3 separate regions of the Zea mays genome follow, and all the other regions are linked to region 3. Evidence: chromatin contacts called from public Hi-C data. All regions are on one chromosome and are shown on one strand. Each heading gives the region's core, a stretch centred on a gene start, on an enhancer-like site or on the middle of the called end of the contact. The rest is flanking DNA. Distances are from core to core; before and after follow the strand shown.

Region 1 (3,163 bases), core at 550-3,049, 180 kb before region 3:
CAACAAGGTTCACATTAACAGCATGCCTCCATGTTCTAGTTCCATCAGATGTATCATCATAAACTAGTGTTTTATTAGCAATTCCAGCACAGTTGATGCAGATATCTAGTCCATTGTATGTCTGTACATGCTTCTCAAAACAAGCAGCAAGATTATCTGCATATTAAAGTGTATATTTAAGGTCATGGTAGGGAAACCTTTCAGTTAACATCTAAAAGTTAAAAACTCTTACCTGCATTACTAACATCACACTTAACAAATATTGAAGATGGAATTCTAAGATCTCCGTGAAATTTGCTATTTTCTTTTTGAACTAATGTAGCAACTTCTCTTCCATTTTCCTCTGAGAAATCAACGACAGTCACAAATAAACCCCTCCTTGCAAAAGCAATACAAAGTGCTTTCCCTGAAAAGAGAGCTCTTAAGTTAATACATTAAAAGGTACCTACCCGGACTGGTGACTGAAGGGAGAGACTAAACCCATAAGACGGAGCAGAATCTACCGTGAAAAATTTCCTCACATTAAACTAAAGGTCTAAGATCTAGATATCAATCAATAATCAGTGTAATACCAAACCTATTCGCTATCATCAACTGGGTATAAGCAATCTGGTTCTATGGTCAGCTAGAACATACAGAGGCTACTTTAATCCAGTGTTACTGGTACACGTCAACTTTCAGTTTCGTTTAAACCATCCTATACGTGCAGTTGCAACCTTGCGGTATCAGATCTGCCAAACAAAGAACCTTGCTATCAATTACATGCTAGTTTTCAGAAAGTTTTGAGTCTTTGGTTTTGCTGTGGGCACATATTGTTGCATGGCTGCACGTTATATGATGTGTAGTACCCAAAACAGAACTCTATTCGGCTACTTTATTTCCAGCAAACCTGCAGTTTAAAGAACACAAATCTCAAAAAAAGATTCTCTCACTAGATTTATACTATTATAATTGTGACCAATTCCAATAGTTGGCAGCTTTTGATACAGTATAATTGATACTCCGTGCAATCCGAACTAGATGTCGTTAGAATTCCAATCAGTAAAACTTCCATAGCTTTGAAATATATTTTCATAGGATAGAGCTATAATTGCATCATTTCCCAGACAGACGTATCACTAATTCACTATATTAGGTAAAGGTAACTTATTATTATTGTAACATAAGCCGTGCAGCACTGCAGCTACGTGCCCTGCACAACAATACAACTACACTGACGACCGTGATCTGAATCCAAAGGTTTCCAAAAAAAAACGTCCGCCTCCTCCATTCGACTGCTACACCGCATAATTAGCGCATCACCTCCCCAGTCACCGCATTCAGCTCAGATCGACAGAGGCGAGAAAAGCAATTCAGTCCGCGAATAAACGCGCGCTAGCCTCTCCTAGTTCGTACGAATGGATCCCTTTGTACAGGTTGAAGTAAAGCGGCACGGGGCATCGGGACTCGGGACTGAACATCGTTTCGCGAGTCGCTGGGAGCCTGGGGAAGAGGGGCGCCTCTTACCGATGCCAGAGGCGCCGCCGGTGACGAGCGCCGACATGCCGGGCTTGAGCTCCATCTCGCCGGCGCAGGGGTGGGTGGAGCGGCCGAGGAGCTGCTGAGGAATCGCAGCGGCGAAGGCGCGAAGTGCGAGATGCGAAGCGAGACGAGGCTCCGGCCGGCACGCGGAACTGCCGAGGCCGAAGTGGGGAAGGAGACGAGGCCACGGAGCTTTCGGCGCCGGTCTCCTACTCTCCTGTAATCTAAAATATCGCGCCGTATCTTCCTTTGCTGTCCCAGTTCCGTTTCATTTCGCGTGGCCCTCTGGAGTCTGGAAAGCCCAGGCATGTGACGGGGTGGGGGTGGGTACCGTCAGGTCCGTCACCGAGCACATGAAAACCGTGCTCCAACGGCTTCACTAATCACTACCTGGGGCAATAGTTTGCAGTTGGGCAGATGGTTCGTGCTCATCGGCTTATGCGTGGTTTCTTATCACGACCCTGAACGATAGATTCCACGATTTACAACACGGGAACAGCGAAAGGACAAGAGCAGGATGCAAAGACTTATGGAAGTCCAAGAGAAGGATAGGGAGTACATGGACATGCAGCTCCGACTCCGAGAAGGGAACATTAGAGATGGAGCACGTACAACTGTTGATTAATATACGTGCATGTGTGAAAATTGAGTGTATAGCTCGGTTGGATTAGTTTTTTAAACAACAAATGTGTATGTCGACAGTGAACTATGAATTATGACAAATTTAGATATTTGTCCGCCTAATAATTTTCTCATTCAGGAGTGCTCGTGGGATTGCGCAAAAAAAACATGCATAGATAGACGAAGGAAAGGAAGATGCAGGTGGAGCACGTATGACTGTTGACCAATATGTGTATGCGTGTCAATTAAGTGTAGCTTAGTTGTGGTTTATGTTACAATATTTATGATCAATCCTCTCCAAGAGATGCGATAGTTTCTCCCCAAGGAACACACTCATTGGGAATGCCCTGATTCGCTTGTATATAAACAAGATCTTCTCTGCAATAAAGAACGCATCTGTCATTCTCTCAAACTCGTTACCACTGATTGCAACACGTTATCAGCACTTGCTCGCGAAAATAGAGGGAGAAGGAGAAGAACAATCGTTGTTTTTTACAAGAACGGAGGCAGCAACCTCCAAATCGACACGAGAGGTATGGAATAAACCGTTTCCCTTCGCATCCGTCGTATGCGTGAAGTTCTCCATGTTATCGATGGGCAAGATGTTGCGATTCCCCGGTGGACGCGAACCCTGAACGACGTGTCCAAGTGCAAAATGTGCACTTTTGTGCTGTTCACGGGTGGACAACGGTCATACTGGTGCCGGTGGTTGAATGTGGTCTCCTGTAGCATCCCAAAAATTCAAATCTTGGAATTTTCTCAAACTCGCCCTAAATTCAAAATGAATTTCAAATTTCGTTTCAAAATGTTTGTTTGCAAGTTGATATCAACAAATAAATTATAGTGGTCTATATTTTCTCCAAAATCCTCCTCAAAATATCCTACAAATATTTCCTCAGTGACCCTCCTCAAATTCTTTCCAGAAATACTGCCCAGATATTTCCCCAGTAATCCACCTCAAGTTCTTTCCAGAAATATTGTCCAAATATTCCACCGATATATCTCCAAGTATTTTCCTCTT
Region 2 (3,326 bases), core at 692-3,191, 130 kb before region 3:
TGGGCCCTATCTGACAGAGCTCAATAGCTCTTATCTTTTCCTAGTCATGAGATCGTACATAGTGGCACACCCTCGCAGCCATATTCTTGGGTCAGTAGGTGCTCTCATACCTAGCCAAATCAGAGGCCCTATTTTACTCATGAAGGGTCCTAGATCTCGAGGCCCTCGAGTCTCGACCATCAGTAAAAAATCATAGGACGGAGGGCTCAAAGATCTAGGGGCCCACAGGGTGGCCCTAGGTGATCGAGAGAACTCTAAGTTTGAGAGCGCCCCATAGACTAGAGTGTCTAGAGCCCTGGTGCCCCTAGGTTTCGGTCGTCCCCATGGACAGTGATAGCTAGGACAACCTTAGAGGATAGGGGATTTTTAGATCTAGTTCCCTGGCACACGATGAGTCTCTACCTTAGCTAGGGTTAATGAGTGCAACAATAGCTAGAGCTCTAGTAATTTCTTTTATCAAGATCTTTGGAATGTGTCTCAGCGTTCAGAGGTATAACGACCTTTTCTCGGATGTTGGTGATACTATTGTCATATTTTTTTAGTAACATACTCAAACTTATACAAAGCCGGGCAAAAAGTTATTTATCCACATGCAAACCTGTGTATGCTCAATTGCTCACCGTGACTTCATGAGGACCTATGTACGCTCATCATGCGGACCAAACAAGAAGGGTATTTAATTTACTTGATCACCTTAGTGCAAACAAGGAAGGCGGAGAAGAAAATATTTACTACTGTGTGAGTGATGTTGAGACTTTAGGAGTTTCTTAAGGCTGTGTTGAAAGTATTAGCCAGCGAAAATTTAGTTAGCAATGAGGTGTTAGTTAATATACTAGCTAATACAAACAAAAAGATATGAGTACCTTTTGATTTGGCGCCATTAGTGGAAAAATCATGGGTAGAGAAGATAATAAGATAATGAACTATGGATTCTAACTATCTAGCCCATTAGCCGTGCTGTTTAGTTATTTATTAGTTGTTTCATCTTATCTAAAAATCAAGACCTACGGTTATTTTAGAATACTACCTTATAGAAAGTAGAGCATTTGATGATTGGATTCCACATAACTTGTGGTCCTATTGCAGTTTGATGTACGGCAAAAGTAACCCATGTACTTCAACGTAATGAACCTCCGCAGGCTTTGCCTAATCAGGCTTTTACTCTTGCTCATCATCAATCGGTCAACAACCTTACAATCCGGAAGCTCATCCACGATTGGTTTGGCAAAAAAAAAAATGCCTATCATGCAACATCGAGCGTTACGAAATTGGACTAGAAGTCGTGTCGTTAGCCAAATCATGGACGTCTTACTCAATTTTTTTTTAAAAAAAAGAAAACACGACCAACGTACACGGTACACGACGCGGGTCGCGGGCTGGCGGCAGATCCGGCGGCTGGCGCGCTGGACGGCAATGGGCATGGCCGCCGTTCATGGACTTTCTCAGCACGGAGACGGGGGGACCTATTGCATTTTTAACGCCTGAATGCACACCAGCATATACCCACCTGGGATCAAATGTTCGAATTGGTCGCGTTTGGAACGTGCTGCTCCGCATCGGGCGCAAGACCACCTGCTACGCCCGCGTACGCCTGACTGACCCCGTCAAACACGACCTGGCCGTACAGCCGCCCTCACATCGCAACCATGAACAAAGCCGGCCTTCTCGGGTTCTCAGACGCAGCCAACAACAGCCCCAGCCCAGCTCATCCGAGGAGCATCGGGTTCCATTGGAAATTTACCCGGCGCGAGTTGACGGTGTAGGGGGAGGGGGCGGACGCACCGAGCGCGCGAGAGAAAACGGAGTCTGAATTGTTCTGAAGGCTGAAGCGAGCACGCAAACGAGCCGTTCGAATCTGAACTGCATTGCGTGGCCGTGCCGATAAAATCGGAACCGATCGATCTCTCCTTTTTTTTTTGCCCTCCAACCAAAGTCCACAAAAACACCCTGACCTCGTCTCTCCTCCCGATCAAGCTGGTTTGGGTTGTGCTCACGCACGAACCGCCATAACAACCCGCGAACTTTTTTCTCGCTGCGTGATTCTATTCTTCAGGGTTTGCTTGCGTACGCCGCGGCGAGTCGCTAGCCGTCTCAAAAAGCAGAAGGAGTCCTCCTCCCTGGTCACATCTGACTGAGGAGGGCCGAGGGTTTTTAGAGGAAGGAACCCGTCCGCGACCGATGGCGATGGCGTTGTCGCCGGGGACGGTGCCTTTGGGAGTGCTGCTGCGGCGGGAGGTCACCAAGGAGCGGATGGAGCGGCCGGACGTGCTGTGCGGCGAGGCCAACCTCAGCCGCAAGGGCGAGGACTTCACGCTGCTCCGCGCCGACGCAGGCCAGCGCATCCCCGGCGACCCGTCCACCTCCTTCTCCGTCTTCGCGGTAAGTCGGTAACCCACATTGCCCTCTGTCCAGCAGATTCTAGGAAGTAGACATCGCGTTCGCCTACTGGAGTTGTGTCTGGGATCATGGACATGCGGGACTTTCATCCTTTTACGTGGCTGCCACCACGCGCTTGCTTTTCGCCTTTTCCGGTTGCCAGAGTTATCTCATCTCTCTCTCTCTCTCTCTCTCTCTCTCTCTCTCTCTCTCTCTCTCTCTCTCTCTCTCTCAATTTTCTGAAGAGAAGACAAATAGCTGTTGCGTTTCTTCGTTTGCGCATAGGCCAGTGCATGCATGGTGGGAGTGGAAGCATGACGACCGAGAAAACATCTTGTACCTTTGATCCTAAGCATCTTATCTTAACTATGTGGTGTTATGAAAAAAAGCACATCAGATTTCATATCATGCTGTGTTTTGGCGGTAGATTGAATTGAACATGGTACACCGTTGACGACTGATTCTTTTTTTCTTTCTGATAGCCATCTTACGGCTGCCATTGTGCTTTGTTGATTGCTAGATTTTTGATGGGCACAACGGATCAGGAGCTGCCATATACGCAAGGGAGAATCTGTTGAAAAACGTCTTGCGTGCCATTCCTACATGTTTCTGCAGGGAGGAGTGGCTTGCCGTGCTCCCACGTGCGCTTGTTGCAGCGTTCGTCAAGACTGATAAAGATTTTCAGGCAGTGGGTAAGTAAGTCCCTGTTATTGTCCAGCTTAGTATATTTGACAATACTGATGTCACGTTTCATAGAATCACGTAGTCCTTAAACAGGCATATATTGCTTAGGCACACACACATTTTCTTTCTTTCTTCTTAAATCCAATGCAGTGCACAAGTGTACTATTAATTTGATAGTTTCTCTTTTCCTGTGGGATTAGAACATATGAGAACTTCATTTATGGTCCAAAATTTCCTTTGTTAACTGCCTTTTCATGTTTCAAATA
Region 3 (3,191 bases), core at 553-3,052:
GGAAATTATCCGACAAGTGGAGTTTAACATGGCATCTCTTCTACACACCACGCCGCCCCCAATGTAAGTAAAACCGATGACATGCAATCTCTTAGGAAATTTGTGGATGAACAACGAGATCAATTAAAACAATACATAGGGCATGGAAGAAACATATGAAAAGATGACACACGCATTTGAAAAATCTATTGTTTCTAATTTTTCATCACATGAGATTGATGCTAGGACCACCACACATCAATCATCAGCTACAAATGGGCATTCACAAACTCAGCCATCTTATGGTATGATGATGAACTCATACACTAGGAAACCACAACCTCCACCACCAATTTAGGATAAACCCACATCTCTACGCGTGGCTGGACCGTCCGAGCCTAACCTTGGACCATCCGACTCATCGCCTAACCTTGGACCGTCCGTCCGAGCCTAACCCACTGGAGAGTTCGACAATGTGTACACTGAACAAGATGCAGACTATTACTTGCAATCCTTTCAACTGCCACAACAGCAAAACTTCTCCCTACCACCTACATATGTGAGTGGACAGTACTTTTCTACCCCTAAAAGGCCGGATCCCGAGTCGACGGACTTCTCGCCTTTAAGCTCGTCGTCGATGAGGATCTTCTCCTTCTCGTCGCCACCTTTCCATTCCCTTTGGACTGTTGGACGCAAAATGAAGAGACCAGCTCTGATACCAATTGAGAACATCTAGAGGAGGGTGAATAGGTGATCTTATAAAAACACAACTCCAAACACAAATTTGGTCTAAAATTAGAAGTTCTCTGCTTTGTGATGAAAATATGTACTATAGTCATTGAGTTGAGTGGCATGTGACCGGCTCGGTGTCCTAATCAATTAATGAGTAGGGATTGTAAGTTAAAAGATTAAGCAATTCAGAATTAAATTCTAAATATAAGATAGTAAGCATGAGGTGAGGGGGAGGGAAATATTGTTAGGGCTTGTTCGGTTATTCCCAATACACATGGATTGGATGGGATTGGAAAAAATTGTGAAGAAGTTTGACTTGTTTGGGATTCAAACCCATCCAATCCCGCTCAATCCACATGGATTGAGAGCTAACCGAACAAGCCCTTAGCTGGATCTATCTGATCAGGATTGCGACAACCATGTTGGTTGCAGCCTCCCTTCACGACGTGTAAAATAAATAGGGAATAGAGGCACGAAGCAACGTTTGCCGTGTCTCCTCTCCCGCACCAACCTAACATAACCCAATCTATCTCTACGCAGCTAGTAAGGAGAAGGCCGTTGTGGCCGCCAACTTGTCTTCGACACCGATCTCACCAAGTCTTACCTTACCTATGGTGATCTCCTTCCAACTCTACAAATATGTACTTAAGTTTCATTCATTCTGTTCATTTTAGTGATTAAAATTGTGGGGCTGAGATCCTATAGAGTTAACACTTCTCCAAAGAAGCATTTCTACGGAGAGGCAAGAGCTCATGCATCCCTAGCTCATCATCATCCAGTTCCCTGCCTGAACATCCAACTATCCAAGGCGCCCCAACAACAGATAAAAAAAAACTCGCAGCGCCATGCCTAGCCAGCACCCTACACGGCAGATCTAGATGCTACCCCTCTCGTGCCTTCACGCGCGTCCATCCAAACTGCTACATCCGGCGAGGCCCGTCCGTCCATGATCATGCATTCGCGGCTTCGCCCGCGGTTGCCCATCCGGCCATCCCCGCCCACGCTTGCTCGCTTCCCTCGTACTCTACCGGTCGGCCTCCCAGGCTCTCCCACTATATATCGTGCCCCGTCCCCGGACCAAACGAGAGATAAGCTTGCTCCACGCTCCATCACTCTCCTCACTAGTCACAAGTACACCCACTGGCCAGTGGCTACACGAGCTGAGCTATCTCCGCTAGCAGCTCGCTCACAAGTCACACCCACGCCCAGAGTGTTCTAGCTACACCCTAGCTCCGGTCTTCTTCTTTTTCTTTTTTGAAAGGCGCCACCTTGGCGCGGCCTTCCTCCTAGATCGAGTCCAGGCGCGCGGTGCGAGAGGGTTCCAGCACCCGCAGGCTGCTTCCCACAACCCCATTCCACCCTTGGAGGTGGCCACTGGGCCGGCCGGCCGCACCTAACTCCGGTCTTGATCTCATAGCTTGATAAGTAACAACGACGGGCGTAAGAGCTCAGAGAGGTGGGAGCTAGGGAGAGGAACAAAAGAAACCAGCGCGCTTGTGCGTCGTGTGGCGATGCATGGCATGTGTTGACATGTACAACCCAGAGCACCATCATCAGCACCAGCCAGCGCCGCCGTCCTTCATGGCGCCGCGGATGTCCTTCTCCAGCGACTTCGCGGTGGAGCCGCCGCCCCCGGCCGCGGCGCGCGGGGGCGGGGACGCCGACTTCGAATTCTCCGTCGGCAGCCACCCGATGATGGCCGCCGACCAGCTCTTCTCCAAGGGCCGCCTCCTGCCGCTCCGGGAGGCGCCGCAGCAGGCCGCCGGCGGGAGGCCCGTGACTCTGCGCGACGAGCTGCGCGCCGACGAGCGCCACGGCCGCGCCCCCCGCGCGACCAACATCCGGTGGAAGGAGCTGCTCGGGCTCAAGAAGGCGCCCAAGAAGCAGCAGGCCGCCGCCGCCGCCGCCGAAGCTGCCGCCGGCGCGTCCACCGACGCCCACATGGTAGGTCACTAACGCTAGCTAGAAGCTCGGGTGTATATACATCTTCGTGTTCACTTATTTCCTCGCATCACTCAGTCCATCCAAGTGCCCATCTGGGTATATAACTATATATATAGTGCATTGTTCCGCACTTCCGCTACCGGCCCTTGGCGTTTTTATCAATCGTGTGGTTGAAAGTTGAAACTACCTGCAACTGCAACTCTGGGCATATAGAGCCATAGAGTATGTACTCGCAATATTGCTGCATCCAATATCCAAGATTTCTCCGTGCTAACTGGGGAGCTGAGCTTCTTCAGTAAAGAGCTAGCGCCAGATTGCACATATTTCTCACACAAGTATTTGAATTCAATGTCCTTTCTCCTCACAATCAATGGAACGGCATGCAGTTGAGAGTTGACAACAATGTATATATATGCCACATTCTCGCAGGATCTTGGAGGCCAGGGAAGCACGAGAGGCTGAAGCATCAAGATCAGCTTGTGACTAGCTAGCTAGCAGTGAGCGGCGAAGCAAGTACTGCATGGTCATTGGGTGGT

The links. Hi-C and Micro-C count contacts between places; a contact is called where the count stands out from the background.
Region 1: a contact with region 3 is called in a Hi-C map of leaf, with 5 times the contacts expected there. The contact joins the promoter of LOC100381485 here to the promoter of LOC100274629 in region 3. A contact is called at or near these places in 4 of 25 Hi-C or Micro-C datasets (ear, leaf and tassel).
Region 2: a Hi-C map of endosperm shows a contact between it and region 3, with 2.0 times the contacts expected there. The contact joins the promoter of LOC100273605 here to the promoter of LOC100274629 in region 3. A contact is called at or near these places in 13 of 25 Hi-C or Micro-C datasets (bundle sheath, ear, endosperm and 5 more) and 1 of 3 datasets of contacts at active chromatin or transcription factors (leaf).

The regions. Positions count from the first base shown.
Region 1 is chr7:131,725,786-131,728,948 of Zm-B73-REFERENCE-NAM-5.0, reverse strand. LOC100381485 (ARP protein (REF)) reads right to left here and starts at 1,799. Exons shown (of 18, transcript NM_001326462.1): 1 at 1,507-1,799; 2 at 233-406; 3 at 1-156. The coding sequence starts at 1,561.
Region 2 is chr7:131,680,350-131,683,675 of Zm-B73-REFERENCE-NAM-5.0, reverse strand. LOC100273605 reads left to right here and starts at 1,941. Exons shown (of 9, transcript NM_001148021.1): 1 at 1,941-2,379; 2 at 2,897-3,068. The coding sequence starts at 2,179.
Region 3 is chr7:131,548,039-131,551,229 of Zm-B73-REFERENCE-NAM-5.0, reverse strand. It overlaps LOC100274629, which reads left to right and starts at 1,802. Exons shown (of 1, transcript NM_001148967.1): 1 at 1,802-2,789. The coding sequence starts at 2,227. The coding sequence ends at 2,667.